4 separate regions of the Mus musculus genome follow, and regions 1, 2 and 3 are each linked to region 4. The links are chromatin contacts, called in public HiCAR-type and HiChIP or PLAC-seq maps. All regions are on one chromosome and are shown on one strand. The core of a region is the stretch at or near the end of the contact, and the rest is flanking DNA. Distances in the headings are between cores, read along the strand shown. Region 1 has its middle 50 kb from the start of Gm40207. Region 2 has its middle 90 kb from the start of E130114P18Rik. Region 3 has its middle 15 kb from the start of Gm40207. Region 4 overlaps Gm34053 (a long non-coding RNA gene).

What was found. HiCAR-type assays count read pairs that join an accessible place to other places. HiChIP or PLAC-seq counts read pairs in DNA pulled down with a chosen protein or histone mark.
Region 1: a contact with region 4 is called in an H3K27ac HiChIP or PLAC-seq map of stem cell-derived neural progenitor cells, with 4 times the contacts expected there. The contact joins two enhancer-like sites. A contact is called at or near these places in 7 of 39 promoter capture datasets (the 3T3-L1 cell line, the C10 cell line, hippocampal neurons and 3 more), 2 of 115 datasets of contacts at active chromatin or transcription factors (astrocytes and stem cell-derived neural progenitor cells) and 1 of 9 other capture datasets (embryonic stem cells).
Region 2: a HiCAR-type map of astrocytes shows a contact between it and region 4, with 5 times the contacts expected there. The contact joins two enhancer-like sites. A contact is called at or near these places in 7 of 39 promoter capture datasets (3T3-L1-derived adipocytes, embryonic stem cells, frontonasal cranial neural crest and 3 more), 2 of 484 Hi-C or Micro-C datasets (both in cortical neurons) and 1 of 115 datasets of contacts at active chromatin or transcription factors (astrocytes).
Region 3: a HiCAR-type map of astrocytes shows a contact between it and region 4, with 3 times the contacts expected there. The contact joins two enhancer-like sites. A contact is called at or near these places in 13 of 39 promoter capture datasets (the 3T3-L1 cell line, 3T3-L1-derived adipocytes, the C10 cell line and 8 more), 1 of 484 Hi-C or Micro-C datasets (neural progenitor cells) and 2 of 115 datasets of contacts at active chromatin or transcription factors (astrocytes and stem cell-derived neural progenitor cells).

The regions. Positions count from the first base shown.
Region 1 is chr4:97,463,889-97,469,368 of GRCm38.p6, forward strand. No RefSeq gene overlaps it. Among named protein-coding and RNA genes, the nearest start is that of Gm40207, 50 kb to the left of the region's middle. Within about 2 kb of position 2,388, at least 47 of the 459 cell types and tissues checked have an H3K27ac peak or open chromatin away from gene starts, as enhancers often do. A contact at or near this core is called in stem cell-derived neural progenitor cells, where this site is marked.
Region 2 is chr4:97,671,427-97,677,645 of GRCm38.p6, forward strand. It overlaps a transcript of Nfia not described here. Among named protein-coding and RNA genes, the nearest start is that of E130114P18Rik, 90 kb to the left of the region's middle. Within about 2 kb of position 4,770, at least 36 of the 459 cell types and tissues checked have an H3K27ac peak or open chromatin away from gene starts, as enhancers often do. A contact at or near this core is called in astrocytes, where this site is marked.
Region 3 is chr4:97,428,998-97,435,196 of GRCm38.p6, forward strand. No RefSeq gene overlaps it. Among named protein-coding and RNA genes, the nearest start is that of Gm40207, 15 kb to the left of the region's middle. Within about 2 kb of position 3,939, at least 12 of the 459 cell types and tissues checked have an H3K27ac peak or open chromatin away from gene starts, as enhancers often do. A contact at or near this core is called in astrocytes and neural progenitor cells, where this site is marked.
Region 4 is chr4:96,792,686-96,798,947 of GRCm38.p6, forward strand. Gm34053 (a long non-coding RNA gene) reads left to right here. Exons shown (of 3, transcript XR_376433.3): 2 at 434-496; 3 at 2,137-2,214. Among named protein-coding and RNA genes, the nearest start is that of Gm34053, 8.5 kb to the left of the region's middle. Within about 2 kb of position 5,011, at least 16 of the 459 cell types and tissues checked have an H3K27ac peak or open chromatin away from gene starts, as enhancers often do. A contact at or near this core is called in astrocytes, neural progenitor cells and stem cell-derived neural progenitor cells, where this site is marked.

The DNA of each region.
Region 1 (5,480 bases), core at 1,138-3,637, 670 kb after region 4:
GGAGCTCTTGACTCTAGCTGCATATGTATCAAAAGATGGCCTAGTCGGCCATCACTGGAAAGAGAGGCTCATGGGACACACAAACTTTATATGCCCCAGTACAGGGGAACGCCAGGGCCAAAAAAATGGGAATGGGTGGGAGGGAAGTGGGGGGTGGGGGTATGGGGGACTTTTAGGATAGCATTGGAAATGTAATTGAGGAAAATACGTAATAAAAAATATTTAAAAAAAAGAAGATGGACCAGTACCCATTACTTAATTCATCATGGAAGCATACAAGCAAAAGTGACAATAATTTAGAATTATGATGTTTCCCTGGCTTTTGTTTTGTTTTAACTCCTCCCTCTGAGATTAAGAAAATTTTATTTTTATTTTATATAAAATAAAATTGCATTAAAATATTTCACTTCCTGAAAAAAATATGGGAAAAAATGGATTTTTAAAGTGTTAAAAATATGAACAATGGAATAAAGTGGAGTTTCTTGTTCTGAACAATTACTAATTGTTGTCTTGAACACATTTACATTTTTGTTGTTGATATATTAAGCTATTAAATTATACATAATTGGTTGTCAGAAAACATCACAGGTTATTATCAATAAGTAATAACTTTTTGAGACAGTCAACAGAGGTCCCAGGATTAGAAACTCTCACAATCTCTTCAAAATAACATTCATTCCTTAAGTTAAAGATTGAATAATTTGTTTCTGAATCAAATAGTAGCCTTTCTACTGCAATGTATAAATAAATACAGGGAAATCCTGATGTACATCATTACCACATGGAGGCCACGTTGACTTTCATTTCTACATCTCCATGGCTTTTTGACCTTTCTCAGCTCCACCAAGTCTTATATCCAGTGAAGCAGAGTCTTCAATGTGCCAAAGATTTTAAAAGTGAAAATTGAAAAGATCCTCTCTATTCTATTCCTGGTAAACTCTTCATAATATGGTGTGTACAAAATGCAATAATTTCACCTCAAAGTTAAAAAAAATATATGTATAGCAACTCTGCTCTCTAAGAGTACCCTTCAAATATGTATAGGGCAGATGTGAAGGCAAATCAAAATAGCAGCCAGAGCACGTTTTTCTCTTGGGAGTATCTCTAGAGCCTTCAAGAAAAACATCAAGATTTCCTTCAAAGAAGGATCCTCGATATTCCATCCAAACCAAATTCCATCAAGCTTAAATCTGAAATGTTCAATATGTAAAACATGCCTAGACTTTCAGGCAGATATGGCTTGTGCTGAAATCATACCTGGCTTCACCTTAATTACGTATGGATTGCATAAATGGTCTACAAAACAGAGTAGTACTTAAGGCATATTTTTAAAAAGAGAGTGTGGTTTATGTACACACACACACACACACACACACACACACACACACACACACACACCACAGTAATTGTCCATGAGGAGGAAGCATGAAGAAGAAAAAGGATCACCACAAAATCCAAAGAACTATTTTAATCAAATTTTAAGATGGCCAGAGACAAATTCAATAACATTCTTTTAGATCACACTAACTCACGAAAACAACTCAATAAATATTGTTGAAAAACTGAGTGAATGGGTGCTTGCTTTATTATCTTTAAATGCATTAAATTTGGCTATAGCCCCCCCACCCCCACCCCCATTAGTTAAGAGCAGGTGGTACTCATTAGTTCCTCTTAAAGAATATTTGATTTCTTCTTAAACATTTAAAAACAACTTTAGCAGTTCATGTGGTATCCAAACTCAAGAGATTTTTCCATGGTATATCACCATCCTTATAAGTGCCTGTTCTGTATCTGAGGTTAGTGGGCAAACTGGTCTCACATCATCAGTACATGGCACACCAAGAGGCTCAGCAGTACTCTCTTGGCAGCATCAATTCAACTCTTCATGGGATGATTCTGCCCTTTTCACTCTCAGCTCACACATCTGAGACAAAATGAGCCCTAGTGGTAACTCATAAAAAACAGCAGACATAAAATGATCAAGGTATTCTGGGTAATAAAGCAGTCAGTCACCTGCAGAGCATTTGCCAGGTCCCAGAACCTCAAAGGCTGCTTTGTTCCTCACTTGCAGGTGAACTGCAAGAGGAAGGTGCCTCTCAGCCACCGCCCCCTGGAGCTGCACAATACACTCATTCAGTGCCTGGGTCCTGACCATTCCTCTCACACTGCTTCGGACTTATTGGGTTGCCTGTGCGAGATCATTTCCCCATCTGTGCCTCTTTACCCCTGACCCTGTTACTACACAATGCCACTCCGAGGGCGTGGCAGAATATTACATTCCAGAGAGGAAAGGCTGTGCTCAGGCTAAAGACACCAGGCAGACATAAGGACACTCCCTGCTGGCCACAGAGCTCTCACTGTCTCTGTAGACAATGGGCCTCTGTGTAGCCCATCTCCTACTGCAATGACTGTTTACATGTTTTCTTCTTTGGAAACTTCAAACTGCTCAGTACCCAGGAGCGGTTGCACAGGGAATTGTTTATCCAGGAGGAAAGGGAAGAAAAGGGGTGAGGATTGGCCCTCTAGAATAACTTACCAGCAAGCTTGTGTACTCTGAGTGCAATGTCATGGTTTTCACTCATTTAAACAATGATTATCTCCTAACCATGCACTGTGTGTCTTATTAAGAAGCCTACTAAGAGATGCTTACCCTGATAAACACTGCCTGTCTGTGTTTGGCTGATGGCAGAGTGAGTGAAAAGCTTGTCATTAATTAATTTTTGTTCAGCAGTCTTTTTCTATCCACATCTATGCCTAGCATTGTGTTATGGCTCTTGGATCCCTTCTCATTTATCATCACTTAACAATAAAGCTAAAATGTTAGCTTTCACAGACAATCTCTTACTGGTGACAAAAATAAATAAATAAATAAATAAATAAATAAATAAATAAATAAATGAAATAAAACATCAGTCAGTAACCCTGTGGAGAATACTGTAACAAAATACTTAAACCATGTTTATATATATTCCAGCCGGTAATATCACTCCTGAGAGTTTACACTGAATACATACCTCTAATGCTGTGAAACTATATCCATTAAGATATTTAGAGTGGCAACATTTTTTTCTTGTAGAACATTGGAAACTACACATTCAAAGCAAGGAAGTTGATTGAGTAAACCATGGCAAATATGCATTTTAGAGTATGGTGTTTTCAGAGATACTGTGTTACATGGCAAGTGCAATATGCCAGACTGAAAATATAACTTGAAACCTTTATATAAAATAAGGGGTAGGAAGATTTGCAATTCCCTCCTAACTTTATCATCCTGTGTTAAGAAAAAGAAAGAAGAAAGGAAAAGCCAGGGAGAACTAAGCTGATGCTGTATCCGAGATGAGGAAAGAAGGGGAAATGGACAGAAACATACTGTGAAGCCATGGTGATATCTGTTGACATTTGAATTATTTTGAAAAGGAAATGTAACCCAGAGGAGAAAATTTGAAGTTAAATATAATTGTCACCCAAATATGGTCAAAGTGACTTTCATAACCTCAATAAAGGGAGAAAAATTTTAAAGATTCCAATAAAATCAACACTGAATTTTACCACATAGACATATAGATGACATGTGATAGAGGTGTATCAATATAGAGCTGTCATATGCAGAATTTTAGGCAGAGTAGACAAAAAGAAACAATAAATTCTGACCTCTTTTTAGTTTACTTTTTATCTTGGGTAAAACAATCCTAAAACTATTTTAGGTACATTAAGGTGATGCAGCGAGTGTTGCGATGTTGTTGGGAGTTGGGATTTTCACTGTGAAAAAAAATGTCTAAGTGTATAATGGAAGAAATAATATTCTATGGTGTTGGGTTAGAGTTAAAAGTTATTGGTATGGAGTTTGAATTTTAACACATAAGTCTCAGGAGCAAAGGTGGTCCTGTCAAATGGTTTATGCCCAACATTGGTTTCTAGTACTATTCCTTTCTGAAAAGAACCAGAACATCACAGAAAAATAAATGGCTGATTTCAGAGCAAGGGTGAGGTATGTATAGTGTAAACCTAGAAAACCATGTATGCCCAAAATTAAAGTGATGCTGAGCAAATGATTAGGTACCATGTGGGGCCAACTTGAAGAATCTTCCATGAACCAGGCATCCAGATGAATGTACAATTAATACAAAACAGTGAGGAATTTGAGAACATTTGAAAACAGAAACCCATGGGTCTATTGTGATGAATAGATGACAGATCAGATAAATATAAGATGAAAGACAAATGGATAGATAGATAGATAGATAGATAGATAGATAGATAGATAGATAGATAGACAGACAATCTGGTTTGTTGAATGTAAAATGGTAAAATCTGGAGGGAATTCTAAATTTGGACAAATAGCCATTTGTAACTGTCAGAACTGTCACTATGGAGTTAGTTCAGGGGAATAAAGCTCACCATTAGATGCTGAAAACAGTAGGAACTTTTTGGTAAGTAGAGTGATATTCTCATGGTCTTAAAAACATCTTCTTATATTTTGCTAAGTAGCAAAAAGAGTGAGAAATCAGATATTACCACAACTGAGAGACTGATGCTCCTATCACCAGTCTATGAGGCTATGCCAGTGCCTGGCAAATACAGAAGTGGATGCTCACAGTCATCTATAGGATGGAACACAGGGCCCCCAATGGAGTAGCTAGAGAAAGCACCCAAGGAGCTGAAGGGGTCTGCAACCCTATAGGTGGAACAACAATATGAGCTAACCAGTACCCCCAGAGCTTGTGTCTCTAGCTGCATATGTAGCAGAAGATGGCCCCTAGTCAGCCATCACTGGGAAGAGAGGCCCCTTAGTATTGCAAAATTTATATGCTCCAGTACAGGGGAACGCCAGGGCCAAGAAGTAGGAATGGGTGGGTAAGGGAGCAGGGCAGGGTGAGGTTATAGGGAACTTTTGGGATAGCATTTGAAATGCAAATAAAGAAAATATCTAATAAAAAATTGGACAATTCAATGTTCTGGGAAGCTCACACCATCCCTGGCCTGAAGCTCTGACTTGTAATGAAGAAACTAAAATGACTTATGAGAAATAAAAGATCAACCAGCTCCCAGGTAAGTACATTCTGTTTTAGTGGTTGAGTTCTGAGCTACTTTTCACGTCCATTATCATAAATAAGCAAATACAACTTATGGAAATATTCCAGTTTTAAGGCAGAGAAATAATGGGAGAACAGAATGCATATGTAACCTCACATCAAAACTGGTAATGAAGGTATAAAAACGAACCCCCAGCACATATGTAGCAGAGGACTGCCCTGCCTAATGTGCTTAATCCTGTAGAAACTTGATGCCCCAGGGAATGGGGATGGAGGAAGCACCCTCTCAGAGGCAAAGGGGAGGAGGCATAGAGTGAAAAACTGTGAGAGGGGAGACCAGGAGGGGAACGTGTTTGTCATCATTTAATGGGGTGGTAGCAAATTGTAATGGTCTTAGATCAGAGAGGAAACCAAATACAAAGGTGAGACTCAGGGATTTCTCTCTTT
Region 2 (6,219 bases), core at 3,520-6,019, 880 kb after region 4:
CCTGTGCCAACCATATACTATGTCACTTAGGTTTCTCACCCAGCTTAGGAGTTGACCCTTCTGTCATTATATCCACTGTAGAGATGACTCAGTGGAGGCTTAGTGGTTGGACTTGTGCACAATGGTGAGTAAGAAGGACTGTTATATAGAACTGCCATGCTTGTAGGGGCAGCAGAAATGGGGACCCAAAGCTCTTTATTTTTTTTCTATTTTTTATTATTTTATTTTTATTTATTCACTTTACATCCTGATTGCTCCCCCTCCTCTTCTCCCAGTCCCACCTCACAACCTCCCATGCTATCCCCTCTCCTTCTCCTCAGAGAAGGCAAGCCTCCCATGGGTACCAATCCATCCTGGCACATCAAGTTGCAGCAGGACTAAGCTCATCCTCTTCCACTAAGGCCATACAAGCCAGGCTATCTAGGGGCTTTAAGCATTTTCCATGAGTTGTATTTTTTAAATGTAGTTATGGCTGCTATTCATTGGGAGAAGAGAAGGTTTACGGTTGATGGGAATGGCCACAGAGAAGCCAGGCTGCAACAACATTGCTGGCTGCCTCAGCTGTGATGGAGAGATGGAAGGAGATACCATCTCCTAAATGTATTTTGAGAGCAGACTGGCCTCTTATCACCTTGCACTTTTGCAAATGAACAAGAGCTATGCTTCCTGGGTACCCCAGATGGCGTCCCTACCAGCTGCTCTCATTATACTCTGGCTCTGCCAGTTAGACCATAAGAACTTGACCTCAGTAACAGAATGCCGTGCATCACCCCGTAGAGCCCAAAGAGAGGATTTTATGATGGTTTATCAATAATGGTTTCTAGGAAGCTATGCAGCAACCTGGTCAGCATTCACAGGAAACCCCACCTACAGAAAGCTCTCTATTTGTTTTTCTGACTTTATGATCATTGCCCTGTTCTCTGTGGTCAAAGAAGCAGTGGCCTCAGGAAAAAAAGCACAAACTGAGACAGACTAGGAATATGCTGACCCACAGTAGGCTCTATTGCACATATGTCAAAGCAGCTAAGGAGCAAGGTGTCCTAATGGTATATCAGTGAAATAAGAGAAAGGCTTCCCACTACTACCACGTTTAAATGTCCAGCCTGGAAACAGAGAAGACTCATCACACGGGTAATACAAACCCAGCAGGGAGGTGTCTCCTTGGCCATACTCTCCAGCGGGAAACAGCTGGGGGCAGGCAACTGTCTGCAGGCCTGACTCCTAGAGACAGAAGGTTGAGTGCAAGGTGAATTCTCAAGAGAAAAAAAATGTGAGGGAACCTTAGAGAAGACGAGTTTCGTGCATAATTGATCTGACAGGCAGTGCCCATTCAGTCACCACAGAAGGACCACTCTCCCATGCAGGAACACATTTCTATTGAGAGGCACCAGATGCCACCTAGTTAAAAAAATGTGTTCACAGGAGTACTATGTTGTCAGTCTGAGCTAGGGATTTGGAAAACCCAGACACTGTGTTAGAGACCATTATTATTATTATTATTATTATTATTATTATTATTATTATTATTACCATCATCATCATCATCATCACCATTATCATTTTAAGTCTAGCTCTGGACAAAATTGGACACAACTTATTCACTGAATGGTTGAGGGAAGGTCCTGTGTCTGTCCTTATGATCCCACACACCTTGTGACTGCTTAAACAATTTCAGAGAAAATATTTTTTTTTCTACTTTGAGAAACTTAAAGTGAGAGTTATATGAGAATCTTTCCTAGACAGTTGGGTTCAGCTGCTTCCTAAAGGCAGAATAGAGGCTGTATTTATCCCATCAACATGTCTGTGTTTATGTCCATCCTTGTCGGTCATCTTGCTGGAAATAATACTAGGTAAGATTGGCACTAACCTTGTTTTATAAATTTTACAATCCAGCAAAATTTCATGCACATCAATAGATATCCGGGGGTGACTGCGACAAAAGATTAAGTTCAGGTTAGTTGACTTAAGATAAACAGCTTATTCTGAACGAAGTGGTTTAAAGGCAGCTTACAACTTTTCAACATTGCTACATCTTAATAAGGCAACATGTGAGACTTATGATGTTCGGTGTTTGGAGAAACCATAGATATGGATGCAGACAGCTGTTCAGAGGAAGCATCAGTGTGATAGCAATGGCAAGACACATGGAGATAAGTAAAACCATGATAGAAAATGACAATTACAGATAGGGAGAAAGAAGTCACATCCAGACCTTTAACAGGAAGACAGTGGATGTATGGCTCCTGGGAGATGAACAAAATCTAGTTCCTACCTCAACTTCCCAATACACCTGTTCATTTGTGAAATAAATAAACTAATCCTATGTACAGTCTAGACACTGCTATGATCTGGGATAAAAATCAGACTAGATCAACATCAATTAACAGGATAAGGGGCTTGTAGAAGATACGCAGAGAACACAACTCTGCTTGCACTGAGTTCACTCTGGAAGCCACTGCCAAGGAAATGACGTTTGCTGACTGTTGAGAAGTTATCATTGCAGGGGAGAACGGGGGAAGTGCGGGGAGGGGGGTGCAACAGTTGAGAAAATAATGACAAGGACAGAAGTCAAAGATAGCTATGGGGGCACTCAGGCACATGTGAGAACAGGAAGTAAGGTGGGAGAGACCAAAGGGAAACAGGAGGGAAGGCTGCAGTCCTTGGGGAAGGACAGGAAGGAGGGGAGGGGCTGTAAAGGCAGGAAGCTCTAGAGGGCTGTTGTGGGGGAGAGCAAATGACATAATTAAGAGGGAGCCAGAGGCAGGCTGCAGCAAAGGTGCACAAGCAAGGCATGCAGAAAGCTCAGTGGGTCAAGGCGTAAGCGTGGACAGCAGACAGCACCAGGCAGACACAGCTGTGCAAATGCAGGGAGGTGGCAGGTCAGGGACATGACAAAGCTCAGTTGACAGGTTAGGGGAAAAATGGGCCAAGAAGCTGGCACTGGAATAGTGAGTGGCTCTCAGTTCCAGCTCAATCAACAGGCTCTGCACTGAAAAGTATTTCAAGGCCTCCTCTGGCTTTGACAGAGGATGGCCACAGTCAGCCAGTAATGTTCTCCATCAGTCTGCAAAACTACGTCTGGTGTCTAGTCTCCAGACTAGAGGCCGGATGAAATTGTAAGGGTGAGACAGAAGCAAACCCAGAGAGGAAGGTGGCGGAAGCTGAGGCATTGACAGTAGGATCTTCAGGGCCATACCAGGGCCTATAGCATGGTCATGGGAAGATTTGGCTGAACACAGAACAGGACATAGTCTAATATCCAAGTATTTAAATATAGCTGGCATTTTTCTCACTGAAGAATATAAGCAGCTTTGGAAATATATACTTGTTAGTGAAGAGAAGGGTATGTGGTTGGAAGAGCCCTTGCCTGTTATAACAAATGGGAAAACAGAGTGAGCACTTCCTTCCCACCTACAGCTTCCACTTCCCCAAATTAACATGGAGGCTTCCTCTAAGCTGACAATTCACCTGAACCTCTGAGCTCACTGAGCAGCCATTCATGGACCATTTCCTCCAATGGGGTAAGAAAGTGCAAGTAACACCTTGACTTCAGTGGCCAGATCTCTCCCTCTCCCTCTCCCTCCCCCTCCCCCTCCCCCTCCTCTTCTCCCTCTCCCTCTCTCCCTGCCCCCTCTCCCTCTCTCCCTGCCCCCTCTCCCTCCCCCTCTCCCTCCCCCTCTCTCTCCCCCTCTCTCCCTCTCTAATCTTGCATGTGAATACATGGATGTGCTCATTTCTGTATATATTTGTACATATCATTATATGTTCATTCATACATATATGTATGTGTGTGTGAATGTTCCAGTGCCTCCTACAGGCTGAGCTAGTGCTCTACCACTGAGCAATCCCACTCACCTTCCCTGAGAACCTTCGACATGGGACCTACCCTAGATTGGCACATTTGGATTGTCAGATATAGTGAGCATAGGTACAGTGTTGAATAGCCGACCTCTAGAACTCACTCACCTGATGAGCTGAACACTGATGCTATTGAACTGTCAACCGGACATTTGCTTGGTTCCTAGACTGTTTGTGGCAACTACCAATCTCCTGTTTTATTACAAGAATTTGATGTTGAGATATTGTAAGAGTGGAACTGTGCAATCTTTCTCACTTTATCACATATATTTCACTTAACATAATGCTTTCAGGGTTCACAGCCTTCTTTTAAAGGCTAAACAGCATCCCATTGCATGAATACGAATCTCTTCTTTTCCACTTGTCTTTCGGGGGACATGATATTTCTGCATCCTCCTCACTTTGAATATGGCTGTAGTAAACTAAGGAGGGTTAATATCTCTCTGATATCCTGATTTCAAACCTCTAGGATAAATGGCCGAAAGTGTTGGATCCCGTGGCAGTTCTGCTTTTAACTTTCAAGGTACCTTCACACTGTTTGCATTCACACTAACACAGCGCGGGATTCCAGTTTCTCTGCATTCTCTCTTAACTCTCTCCACATCGTCTCCTAAGCCTCTCTGCTCTCTGTTCTCCAGAGCGACAGTGTCCCGGCAGCCCAGCAGAGAAGGATCAATCAAGTCACGGTTAGCATAGGTCTGAGTGTCCGTTCTCTATGCCCCTGCCCACACCAGCTGCGTCATGGCTTTACGCAGAAGAATGAGAGATTAGAGACCGACCGTGAGAATCCAAAGCTTGCAGAACCCCTCAAAAAGGGGAAAAGCCTTTGTCATCAAAGGAGTTAATGAGCACACGTCTCTGCAGGAAGCCCTAAAGAAATGAGTGTTCTGAGTGTAGAACATTCACTTTACAGTAGGTGGTGTTATTGTTACATGCTCATACAGACAGTACTAATTAACAATCCTAAAGGCCACATCATTAAATTATCTTCAGCTTAAAGCCCTGCAATGTTTAGCACATCCCAGCAATTCAATTATATTCAAGGCAGTAGCCTGAATGTCAGGTACTCTTCTGTGGCCAGCGAAGAGCAAGCAGCTCTCAAAAGCAGATGAACCCCAGAAGGAGAGAACAGCTCTGACACACACACACACACACACACACACACACACACACACACACACACACCCTTGTCCCTCTTCCCAACATACATGCTAGATGGGAAGCAAAGATAAATTTCAAAGAAAATGCAGGAGTGAAACACGGACCTTACCAATTCTATATGTAAAAACAGGAAGACTCTGACAAGATCTTTAAAATCTGACATGAAAAATCGGCTCACTGCCCTCCCATCTCCTCAAGGTCCCCTGTCTGCATTTTCTTCTGAGCCTTCCTACCTCCCTTGTGATTTCTGAGCACAGCACACTGTGTCTGGGGGTTGAACTTGGACGACTTTGTAGCTTGTGGCTGGGCTTTCCCTGCAGTGAGCACTCAAAGGAGAGCACAAAGCTGTTCTGTTCCTCACCCTAGGAGACAGTTCCTGTGCAGAAAAGGCTTTGAGAGAGAGAGAGAGAGAGAGAGAGAGAGAGAGAGAGAGAGAGAGAGAGAGAGAGAGAAGTGGGCTCAACCTCATTTGACCTTCCCCATGCAGATGAGGTCCTGTGTGTAGGCTCAGCGCATCTCAGCAGGCCAAGTGACCTCCATTGGCAGGCAACACCGTGACACAACCTCTAGGTCGAAAGCTGCCTGTGGAAGAGGAACATCTATGGGTCCACTGATTAGCACACAAAGAGACAGACAGAGCCAGCGGGCAGCTGGCTAGCCAGGACACTCATCTGCAGGCACAGAAGCAGCAGACAGAGCCATCTGCCTCAGTTTCTCTGAACTATCTCCCTTAGTCGCCATCTCTGTAGAAACCATTTCAGCATCCATCCTTACTCCAGTACCACCCCAGTGTTCCTCGGGAAGATCCCACAAGATCCTTGGGGTCAAGCAACATATGAATCTACTTATCATGCTCCATTACAAAGAGTACATCCCAGTAAAGATTTCTGGATGGTATGAGAGCTGGAGAGAAGGTTGAGGGACAAACAGATGACAGATAAATGGCCAAAGCACACCAAAATGATCTTGCTCCCCTCTGTGGGAACTGAATCCTCCCCTGATAGTACCAAGATGGATCCTGGCTCTCCAGAGAGGAAATTGGTGACAGAAGCCAGTCTCTCTCTAAGATGAACATCGCTATCCAGTCAGGATATTGTTGCCACAGACCCAATAGAGCTTTTCTTAGTTTCCCTGCCTATGGTCTAGACAGGTACTGCCAGACATCAAATAACCTGTCTCTGGGCTTTGCAAACTCATAAA
Region 3 (6,199 bases), core at 2,689-5,188, 640 kb after region 4:
GACATGCTAGAGATGGACTCCCTATCAGATACCATCCCCAAGAGGCTTCCTACAAGAGAAACTTCTAAGTCAAAAGTGGAAAGGCATGGCCTGTCGAACAGATACATTGAAAGATATATCCACAGATGTGTGATTGTTTTCCTAAATACACTGCTTGGAGAAAATACCCAAAGTCAATATATTAATGATAACTAGGAACCTAGCATTCCCTGTGCAATTTGGACTTAAAGAGACTATGTTCCTAATTCTGGTCTGTTTTCTCTTTATTGTCAGACATCATGATGATGATGATGATGATGATGATGATGATGATGACGACGACGATGATGATGATGATGAAATTAAGATTATATGTTATATATGGTCTCTGTCACTACAAGATTCTCACCAATGGGGTTAGGAAAGAAAACTTCACTTTGTGATTATAATCTCAGTTACTATGGCATGTGTCAGGAGGGCCGCAAGACAAACAATTCTTCTCTTTGTGGGATTAGGATCCAAAACAACAGTAGAATAGAGGCCCTGTCATTGATCAGCAACCCAGCACCAGGTATAAGCTTCAATCGTAGCATCCCAGCTCTGCCTGGTACTGTGAGACAATTATAATGGAACAGATCCCCAGTTCTTGGCTTCTGATCCCTTTATGGTTACTAATCCCATGTACAGATAGACTCTTCAAAGTTAAAACATGTCTTGCTAAATTCGTTTCTAAGAACCCTAAGATAACTATTTCTTACAAATTCTTTCCTCAGAATTGAGGACAGAATTTGGCTGAGAGATGTGTCCTGGATGAGATCATGGGGCTTCTCTGTCTTGGAAATACTTTGGACACTACTACATCAGGCTACCCAAGATGAAACTAGTTGTATTCACAGCTGTTAGGGAGACTGTGTCCGAGTTTGTTTAAGCAAGAAACTGCCTGCTCTACCAAAAGGAACAACTGAGAGTCTAGAGGAACATCAAAGGATACAATCTTACCATATACAACTCCTAGCTGTCACATAAAAAGGTATACCATACAAGGAGGGTTCTATGAACCATTTACCAGGGAAAAGATTCTAGCCTATTAGGTGACTGCTGAGTCGGGTAGATGTTAGAAAGCCTTGATGTCAGTTAGGCCATGGGCCAGGGAAAGAAGCAGGGACAGTTTCACAACTTTCAGCAATGACCTTGGAGAAGTCATTGCCCCCTCCTTGAAGTGAAGAAGTAGGAGGGCCACTTCATTGCTAAAGGTCTTCATGTTCTATAAATCATCAATTCCAAAACACCTCACATTTCTGTAGCTCTTCACAGCTCATAAAGTACATTACCTCATTTCATGCTGCAGCACTAAAGGCAAAACTTGGCAGAGTTCAGAACTGACCTTACTCTTCCTGGTGACTTTTCAATGGGAATGCAGAACCCAAGGCATCTCTCTCACCACTCTCACGAGTAGCCCATCCTCCCTCACTCAGAGATGATAGAGGTATGAAGAAGAGATTTGTAAGACAAAGTCATTCCATTTTAAGTGTTCTCAGTATGCATTTCAAAAAGTAGGGCACTGCTACTGCCCATCCTTATCCCCATAATATCTAAAGAGTAGGCAACCAGAAAGAGTTTGATGATACATGTAACAGAATGTGACTCTAGAGTATAAAGGGGTTGCTGATGCCGATAACCTGAAATAATAGAGCCAGAGAGTACTTAGCCTTCCTTGACCAGGAATTTAGTTTTACAGTTGATTCCAAAGGGCCCTGGGGACACTGAACAAAAAAGTTTGTTTAGATTTTGACCTTACATGATTGAGTGACCCAGGCCAGTGAATGAACACCTCTGAGCTTCTACGACCCTATCTGTATCACTGACTTGGATTAGATGATCAATAAAATACCTTCAGTTTACTAGTTCTTCATTCATTCAGTTCCTACTGGTTGAGCTTCTAGTCTGTATCTGACAGTGGTAAAAACAGAGAAATATAACCAAATCTTTCATTTAAAGTTAAATGTGTGCATACTCCTAGATTCCCAAGACTATGATGCTGAAGAAGGAGGCTAGTGAATTCCTGAATAGTTTGGCTATATCCTGAGACTCTTTATCAAATGAAAATTGAAATACATGTGAACATGTCCTCAGATCTTTAAGTGGACAGACAGACAGACGCATCATCAGCATATGTGGTAAAGAATAATGTTGCTCAATGACCATCCACATAGGCTGAGCACAAAGCAGGTGACTCTTCTTCTAGAAGTAGCAAAGATTTTACAGCATGCCAGCATGATGCTTATACCAGCCCTGAAAAAAAAAAAATAGAGACAATATGGCATTTCATCAGCAGGAAGAGAGCAAATAGAGACAGGCTTAACGGTTCAGACTTAATTTGAATTTCTTAGAACATAGAGATGAGAAGGATGCAAAGCAGCTAGAGATGCAGACAGGAGCCAGACCATGGAAAACCAAATTAGCTTGGCCAACACAATGAAGGCTTGTGATCAGGAGCTAATATGACCAATCTGAATTCAGTAAATGTCATTCTGGTTGCCGTAGAGACTGGAGACAGGAAGGAACAAGGGTTGAGCCAGGATGAAAATAAAAATATCTACTATATTCTGGAGGTTGAATCAGCATTTAAGGGATGCCAGTAGACTTATAGAGGAAGGTATAAAAGTAATAGCTTTCTTGGAATGCTGTGTACAATTCTTTTATTTATATAGTTTTTTCCTATGTAACAAGTAATTTTCTAAGCACTTAAAACTATTTATCATACCAAATCTGTGAGCCCAGGATTAGCATGACCCTACATAACAAATGAGGAAAATGATACCTTGAATGGTTGAATCATTTGGCCAAGCTCTAATTGCACATAAACAAGTTTTTTCCCCATCAAAGCCACTAAAGCTGCACTAACAAGTATGACTTCGAGAGTACTAGCTTAAGTCATGCCATTTATTTCTGTACTAGAAATAGAACAGACTATATGAAATAATAAAGGTTGGAGGGGGGACTTGCTAATCAAGCTTCCTATGGTATTGTAATAGACAATCCCATGAAGAACTGGGCAAGTTTATGTGAAGTAGAAGACAAAGTCATAGCTGGAGACAGAGACTTGAAGGTTGGCTGTCTATGTAAATGGCAATGGTCATCAAAATAGTGGCCAGGATAGCTCAGCACTGTCACTGACTGGCACAACTCACAGGGAATGACAGGATTGTGTTCTCATGGCACATCTCGTTTTCATTGAAGGCTAAGAACTGTTCCTCATTTCCTATGCAACATTCATGATTCCATGGTTGTGAGCTAGCTCTCATGTTCTGAAATACACAGAAAGGCTCAAATGGGTAACTGACAGGAAATGAGACTTGGATAGAAATAAGGAATTGAGGAAGTTGAACCTCTCTTGCAACCTTTAAAAAGCCTGCTTAATACACCCATCTTTAATATTTTAGAACCTAATTGGTACAAAACATTGGACCTGCAATTTGGTCATACTCATTATGTATTTACATTCCTTTTATTAAAATATAGTAGAAATGAATAATTGAAAGATCAGAGCTTAAAATGATTTTGCAGCTAAAAGTTAAAGCTTGAAAACTGATCTACAAATAATTACTATATCCACTTAAAATTTAAAGACTGTTTAATTTTATTTTTAGAGCCCAAAGAATCCCAACAGACTTCATAAGAAGCAAAAAGAACACTCGCTGGCTGTGGGCACTCCACCTCATTCAGATGCAGCCCTTTCTATCATTGCTTGTAGCAGTTAAATACAGTAAACCATTACTTTGTGCCAGGCACTGGACTGTGTACCTTCTATCCATTGGAAATTCACAATGCCAGTCAAAAAAAAGGTTACTTTCTTCATTTTAAGGATAATGAAAGCATATTTGAGAGATTACTCATTTCCTCGGGCTCATTCAGTGAGACATGGTAAGCTGAAACTGCTCAATACAACTCATTCTAGAGTGTTACAGTGAGCAGTTTCTCAGGCTCCAGGTTCCAGCTATGTCTTTAGTGTCTGAATTCTTTAGTGCTCTCTAGAATGCCTGAGAAGTACTTTGTAACAGCATCCTCTCTTCTTTCTTCCAGACAAATCAAACCCTCACACAACCTCCACCACCAAACAGCCAGAGGTGACACTGAGTTCTTTTTATCCCTTCCTTATTTGGCTGCACCATTTACATTGTTACTTGAAACTGTGAGATTCCCGTTGAAGTCTATATTTCCCTAAATGCCACGAGCTCTCTTCAGCTTAAACTTGTGACACATTGCAATGTAAGCTTCACTTCAAACATTAAATATTATCAAATAAACTCAGAAGTGCTCTGAGAAATGATGAGACCCATAATAAATAGTGCCTCTGTTGTCCCCTCAGGTATTGAATGAGTAACATAACAGATGAGTGGAAGCAGAGAGTCAAGAATCATTTTTTTAAGTTGCTACTTGAGTTTTTAATAGCTAGTCTGAATGTTCTAAATAACATCAGTAAACCACCTGAATTAGCCACCCCAAACTTTTACATCTCAGAACTTAGAGCCACTTTTGGAGTTATTTTCCAATACCACTTGTCCTTTCTTATATTACCTTTAGGTTTAAATCTTACCTGAGATTTTTATCCCTTTAACATAAACAGACAAATACTACACCTTATGATGACTTGATGATCATTTTATCTCTTCTTTCACTCAATAGTTTCTCCAGTTCATAGACCCCTCTACTTACCATTAGTAGGCTTCTCTTTAAGTCTTACCCCTACCTAGCCCAAGTTCCTGGACCCTAACTTCAACATTGACTTGTTTCTACAATTACCAATTCCTTCAGCCTCACTAGCCTGATGTGCTACTTACCTGTCCTATGTTAGTCTAATTGTCTGTTTAATGCTTTACCTTCAATATAATAAGGTGAGGATTTATTCCTTATTCATTGATATGTAATTAAAACAGAGTCACCGTTCTTATCTGTGGGTAAAATGTGGTAACCTGGTGCATGCGAACAAGTACAGTAATAAATCAGAGACTGAACCACTTCCTGCTCCTCAAATGTTTAGCATTTGTGTTTAATACACACAAATTCCTCTCTTCTAGTTCTTAATTTAGTTCACTGAAATTTGCATTTCACAATTTCATATATAGTGTATTCACATAATTCCCACTTCCTACTCTCTCACCTGTGTCCATTTTACCTTTTGCTTCTGAATCTCTTTCATCAGTTCGTGTCTTTCTGTTTCATATTGTGAGTTCTGACATAAACCAAAGCCATATGAGTGATCGTGGATTTGGAAACTTCTACTGGAGTTTGGTGGGAATCCCTATCAGGAACACAACAAAAGTGGGAGCAAAAAGAATACTCGCTGGCTGTGGGCACTCCACCTCATTCAGATGCAGCCCTTTCTATCATTGCTTATAGCAGTTAAATACAGTAAACTGTTACTTTATGCCAGGCATTGGACTGTGTACCTTCTATCCATTGGAAATTCACAATGCCAGTCAAAAAAAGGTTACTTTCTTCATTTTAAGGATAATGAAAGCATATTTGAGAGATTACTCATTTCCTCAGGCTCATTCAGTGAAGACATGGTACCACTCTCCTTCAATGAACTAAATTAAGAACTAGAAGAGAGAAATTTGTATGTATTATACACAAATGCTAAACTTTTAAGGAGCAGGAAGTGGTACCCCCTCTCCTATAATAAGTTGGTTGCCAAAAGTCCATCAGTAAGTGGTAGAACCCAGTAAGACCCTTCCTTCCATAGTTGACTACTTCCTTTTCCAGTCTTATGTAAGCCCTATGCCAATAATCACATCTAGTGTGATTTCATCTTTAAATGACTGTGTAATACATAGAAGGGGACATTTTGCAGCCCTTCTCTCAATCCTTCATCTCTTACATTCTTTCCATCCTCTCTTGCACATTATTCCGCGTGTCTTAAAATTTATGGTATGAATTTCTCAATTATTACTAAGCATTCAATCTTCATTTCTTTTTTTTACCTTGGGTCTTTGCATTCACTGCAAAAAGTCTTTTCTGATTAAAGGTGATAGTAACATTTCTCTGTGGTATAATCATAGATGCTTAGAAGGTAGTTTAATGTCATGTCAATTTAACTAAACAGCAGTAATAAGTATGGAATTTAGTCTGAAGATTTCTCAGAAGGAGAAATAGAATTAACAGATGATACTATTCTTAGGTATGTAGCCAAAGACTTCTATATCGCACTACAAAGATA
Region 4 (6,262 bases), core at 3,761-6,260:
TCCAGGTGACAGTCTTGGGATCTGAGGCTCTGCAGAAGGAGTTGGTGGCTCAAGAGGCCTAAATGACTGTAACTCAGAGCAAGTCTGAGCTCTGATTCTGAGGCCAGAAGCTTTGGGTTCAGGTGGGGCTCTGCCACACCCATGGCCATTTGTACTTAATATTCTAACCTGCTAATAGTGGACTTCAGCCATTACTCCTTCATTCTTTTATAGAACAGCATTTGTTACTGTAAACCAATATTTACCAAGTAAAGATATTCTTTGGAAAGTTTTATATACTAACCAATACAGTAATCATCTTTAGAGTAGGAAGTCTTGTCTACACTGAAGGAAAGAGTTACACGGAGAAATTAAACACCTCGTACAAGACGGCAGTTGTACTGACTCTCTTTGTATGATAATTGTCTTTTTTTTTCCTGGTTTTTTGAGACAGGTTTTCTCTGTATAGCCCTGCATGGTCATTGTCTTGACATCCCTGGGAAGACAACATACACAGGTAATGCATGGCCATTTTACATCATGGGTATGGGTGTATTTTATATCTCTATGATGGTACTCGTATTTGTCAGTTAAAGCTTCTTACTGCAGTCTGGGTGTGATAATAAATTCATGAATACTTGGGTAATGCAAGAAAGCTGGATCTATTTCCTAATACTACTTCAGGGTCTGAAGGAAGGACATGTGTGCATATTTAAGACTTTTCAATACCTAAAATACCTATCATTCATCAAGCATAACTTTCTGTGGGAGAAACAGAATGTGGTCTAGCAAAAGGATGTCTCTTGATAACACTTCAAAGTGGTCTGAGTTGACTTTTGCTATGAAACTGACTGGTAAAAAAAAGACCTATCAAACATATAGTGACCATTATTTTAAGACATTATAATGAATTGTTGAGGATACAGTGGTAAATCAAACTTTAGTACCCCTCTCTGGGTAGGAGAAATAAAAACATATCTACAAATTAATACTACATGGGATGTTAGATAAGAAATGGGCACAAGAAATAAATAATAAAAATGGGAAGACAAGAAAATTGCTTCAAAATAATGACACAAGGGAAGATTTTATTGAGTTAACATATAAGCTGTCTTTAAAAGGTAACAATTGCCAGTTAAAAAGAAAAGAGAAAATAAATCCGTGGGAATAACAAAATAAAAAGAGTGTGATATGGTCAAGGAACACTCTGTTTTCATTTGGAGAACTGGGAAGGGTATTGACTATTCTGAATATTGTATTATGATGTATATATTTATTTTAATTAGAGAAGATACATATGCATATTTCATATATGAGTGAAATAATCTATTGTGTTATTCAAAACAAAACAAATCTCATATGCTAACATTTATTACCTACATCTCAGTGCTTATAGAAATGACAGTCAAGCCTGCAAGATGACTCAGCACATAACGGTCTGATGAACTTAGTTTAATCCCTTGGAACCATATGGTGAAGGAGAGAACTAGTTTCCAGAAGTTGTCCTCTGAATTACACACACACACACACACACACACACACGCTCGCGCACAAATGCACATGCATGTATACACTGAATATAATAGAAAAAGTGAATGAAAGTCGAGTTTTCATTCACATAATGTGTAGACACTTCTGTAGGACAGAATGTCCTTGATGTGTTGGTTCAAATATCTGGTCCAAGTAGATTATGCAGCATCTTCTCTCATGTTTCCTTGACATCTGTAAAAAGAGAAAAAAAATGTTGAAGAGTTACCTAACTTAAGAAAACATTTTTTGTTTTATAAAAAACATATGCACTGCTTCTGCTTGCAGTACAGTGGTTAAAATAAGTGAATCTTGCCTCCCTAATGACAAAAGAGGGAAATTGATAAGTAGTTTTGCATGTAGCTGGAAAGAGAGAAGTGTTTAATGATGAGTTCCCTTGTCTACATACTTCACTTGTATACAATTCGTTATGGTTCTGAACAAGTTTGTGTTTGCAAACAGAATATAGATATGCAAGATTTTTAAGAGGCTCTTAATAGGATTTTCCCATCTGTTGCATTTACTACTTTCAAATAAAGGAAATGCTGTTTACTGTTTATATCTACTCACAGCACATATCAAAAAAAGTTACCTACTTATGTCTGTTATTCTTCGTGTTATTATCTCTAGAGGGGTGTGAATTGGTGTGCATTGCATGTGATGTGGGCTTTGCTGATACACAGTTGACATCTCCTTTGGATTCAGCTGCAAGATTCATCCCTAACCATGAGCTTTCCTGTCACAGCAGGCTGCAAGGCAATACAGTGCTTGAAAAATAAAGTCCTTCAGGCAAACCTTATATGCCCCAGTACAGGGGAACACCAGGGCCAAAAAGTGGGAATGGGTGGGTAGGAGAGTGGGGGGGGGGTATGGGGGACTTTTGGGATAGCATTGGAAATGTAATTGAGGAAAATACGTAATAAAAATATATTTAAAAAAAGAAAAATAAAGTCCTTGTGTACAATGTGGACACACATTCATATGTACATAGCCTCTGCTGTCTGGTAGTTCGCTATATTACCTCAAAATACTTTGATTTTTCTAGTTGATAAAACAGAGTTGACATGCTTTAACCAATTGGCAGACAAAATGAAAGGAGAAAATAAAAAAAGAGGGACTTAGGGGATCAGAAAAGATGATCTAGGAATCTAATTCTATGAACTAACTGCATTGTGAGCTTGAGTGTCAGTTTCTTAAATTGTCATTGATAACAATAGCATTGTTGTATAACATGTTATGTAAAACTGAGAATCTGGTGTGTGCCAAGTGTTTTACACATGTTTGACTTTCTTGTCTTCATGCTTAACCCTTCCTCTCTCTCCCATCCTTCTTCTCTATTTCCCTCTCTGATAGTGGTAGTAGGGGCTTGTGTTTTTGACACAATCTAAAGGACTGACATAAGGACTTAAACATATTTTCAAAAGTAGCAAGAAAATTTTATGTAAAAGAAAAGAAAGAATACAGGTCAGATATACACTGTTAAGATTGACAGTTGGGCCACCTGAATGAAGATCTTCAAAGATCCTGATTTTATTTTTAACTCCTTTTTATGAGATTCAAGAGTATGAGTTTGTGTGATAGAAGAGGTCAGATTATCATTTTATATAGTACATGTCCTTCCCATAATGCACCTGATTATAATCATATGCATACTCAATTATTCATAGCTATAAGATGGTAAATGGGAGGTGTCTGTAAATGGAATTATAAATTCTTGCTTACCCATATAAAAGACACACAGTCCACGTATTTTATTTATAAACTGTAAGCCTAGATCAGACAGATTTTGGAGCTATTCTAACTAACATCCTAACCATACGTCCCTTGTTAGTTGCTGTTTCTCATGGCCATGTGCTCATGGTCCATCTCCTATCATGGCAGCTTCCTCCTCTCTCTTTCTGTCCTTTCTTCTTTCGCCTTTCTCTACCTGCAACCCAAGCCAGGTAACTGAAAACTTGCCTACCTCTTTTTATTGTCTAATCATAGGCTTTAACGCCACTTAATTTGGGGAGCAATGTTACTTAGCATCACTTGGTGTGCTTGAGGATCTCCTCAATGGGGGCAACCAGATCTTAAGGTACAAAATTTAGCATTTATATACAAGCAGCATCAGAGCAAACTCCTGCAGGGGTCCCCTTAAAAGTTCACATGAAGACTCAGTTTTGTCTTACTATACATTTACCTAAAATCAGTTCAGGCTGGTTGGCTTTGGATGCATTGGGAATATATTGGAGAAGAAACTGTCTAAGTTTGAATTTTAGTAGGGGAGAAAAAGCCAAAAAGCCTATTATATTTTTCAGAGATGAGTGCACTTATAGCCTAGTGGAGGTAGGGCACAAGGTTATTAGGTGAATTGTTAGAAAAGGGGTATGTGTGTAGAATGCAGGCAGGTAAAGGAGTTTGGTTATTGAGTGCATGCTTAGAAGATGGGGTGTGCATAGCCCAGTTGAAACAGAGTTCCATGAACTATGCCCATGCTCTATGCCTACCTTCTTCATTCCCTTTTTTCACCTATTTAACACACACACACACACACACACATGTGTATGTATGTATGTATATGTGCATACATAACATACATATATACATGTATTCTGCCAGTTGCTAGTACATGCAAAGAAAATATACCTTGTCTAGTTCAGAAGAAGTGGAAGAGGCGATTAGAGTGTGATTATAACCTGAGATTTACATATACCTTCAGAACTAAACTGACATGTAACACTTAGGGTATTAATTCAGAAGAGGGTTTATTTTTTTTCCTCCGTGGGTGGAGAAAAGTTGCAGAAGGAAAAGAACAAAGTTGCTTTGTATGACTGGGACTAAAGCTAAAGTAAGAAAAAATTGTTTATTTAAAATCTCAGTCTCAGGCACCCTACTCTATATATTGCTGGGGAGTAATTATGGAAAATATGTCCGAGTCTGTGAAATACAGTAACACATGAAACACTTGCTTAGACAGCAGGTGATTGTCACTCAACAGAGAAGTGATGGGAGATCGTCTACATTGGCATGAACCCTAGTGTGGCTTCCATGCTCTGAAGGTCAAAAGAAAGGCAGCTCTATGGTCATCTCCCAAGAGAGATGTACTTTAAGCTCTTTGGACAACAGCATCCTTAAGAGGTAACTAATATTCTCCTTGATAGCCTGCTCATCTGAGACTGGCAAGACAGTACTATCCTCAAGATTTTTTTCTTGATATTCTCAAGAGAGAAAAATAAAATCTACAAAATTAGAGAAGTGATATCTTGGTGAGAATGAGCCAGATACACAGTGGGATATTTTGGGATATATAAGATGAAATGTCTTTACTATCAGATGCATCAATTCTCATTAAGGTTCTGCTAAGAAAGCCCTCAGAAACTGGGTAAAGAAGGAAATAAAGATGCATAGTTGTCTCTGTTGTCTGGGTGAGTCCTTTTTATTTCCGTTAAGACAGTACTGGCATTCTTCATTTTAATGGACTGTCCAGAGGACTGCAGGCCATTTAGAATTCCTAGCACCTAGGAACTAGCATGCAGAAGTGTGAAGCATTTGTTGTAGTATTTCAAATACTGATCAAAGGACTCTCACTGAGTATTGCTGTGTTGGCTGAGGGCCAATGTTTCTATGGGGACTCATGTAGCTTCTGCATAACAGACCTTTTCTATTTGTGTGCCCAGCACATGTGACTGAGTGTTTCTTTTTCTTTGGTGCTTAGTGCCCTTGGCATCTCCCAGGCAGGAGACCCACTTAACAACCCTATTATTCTTGCTAGGACAATCAGACTCCCTAAGATAATTTCTGTATTCACTTGAGTGATTGGACTTTGCTCTTTAATACCACCAATGTCTTGGTCCCTGCTCAATAAATAATAAAGATCACATTTCTGATCTTCCTAAAACTGAGTTCATGCCAGGGGTATGGTCAAGTCTAAAGAACAGACTTCTTTGAGATTTGGTTTTAGTGAACAGCTTCTTAGCTCAGAGAAGCAAGAATTTGCAGAATAAAATACCAAAGGTAGGTGTTTTCTTTAAGATTGTGCCATTGTCCCCTCGTCCAGACAAGGTCAGATATGTGTTCAATATGGATATTACTTTTCATGTTACTGTGAAAAAAAAAAAGCCAAACTGAAGCAACTTAAGGGAAGAAGAAAGGTTTTATTTTGGCTATCAGTTTGAGGATAGTATCTTCTATGATACACATAGTGTCATGGCCACAAGAGTTGAGGCAGATGGCCCCATTTCATCAGCAGCCTGGAAAGAGATGTGAATGCAGGTCATAGTGGTGTTTTGCCTTGTTATTCAGTGCAGATGTCTAGCCTCTCATCTCAAATAGCTGACACTAGAAACTCCCTCATAGAAATGTCCATCAGTTTATCTGTAATGTGATTGTAGATTCTCTTATATGGACAGTCAATGCCACATATCCTTATCATACCACATATCCTTATAAGCATTAAGTGCTCTCTCCCGCTGGGGGACTATGACTATGCCGTGGGTAGAAAAGGATATGAGAGTGGGACAGTTTTTCTCCACAATGTGACAAACAAGTATAGGCTAAAGACAAAAACTGTTGCCCCTTTAATGCATTGTATATGGCTTCATTGACTGTCATAATTGATTATTTTCTATTTTATCATAAACTTAAGTCAAGTGATCTTGGAAAAATGGGGATCTTACCTAGGCTATCCTGTTGGTACATTGCAGAGCCTAAATTTGAACTCGACTTGGCTTCAGTCTAAGTGCATTGTGTATATTACTGCATATAAGTATTCTTG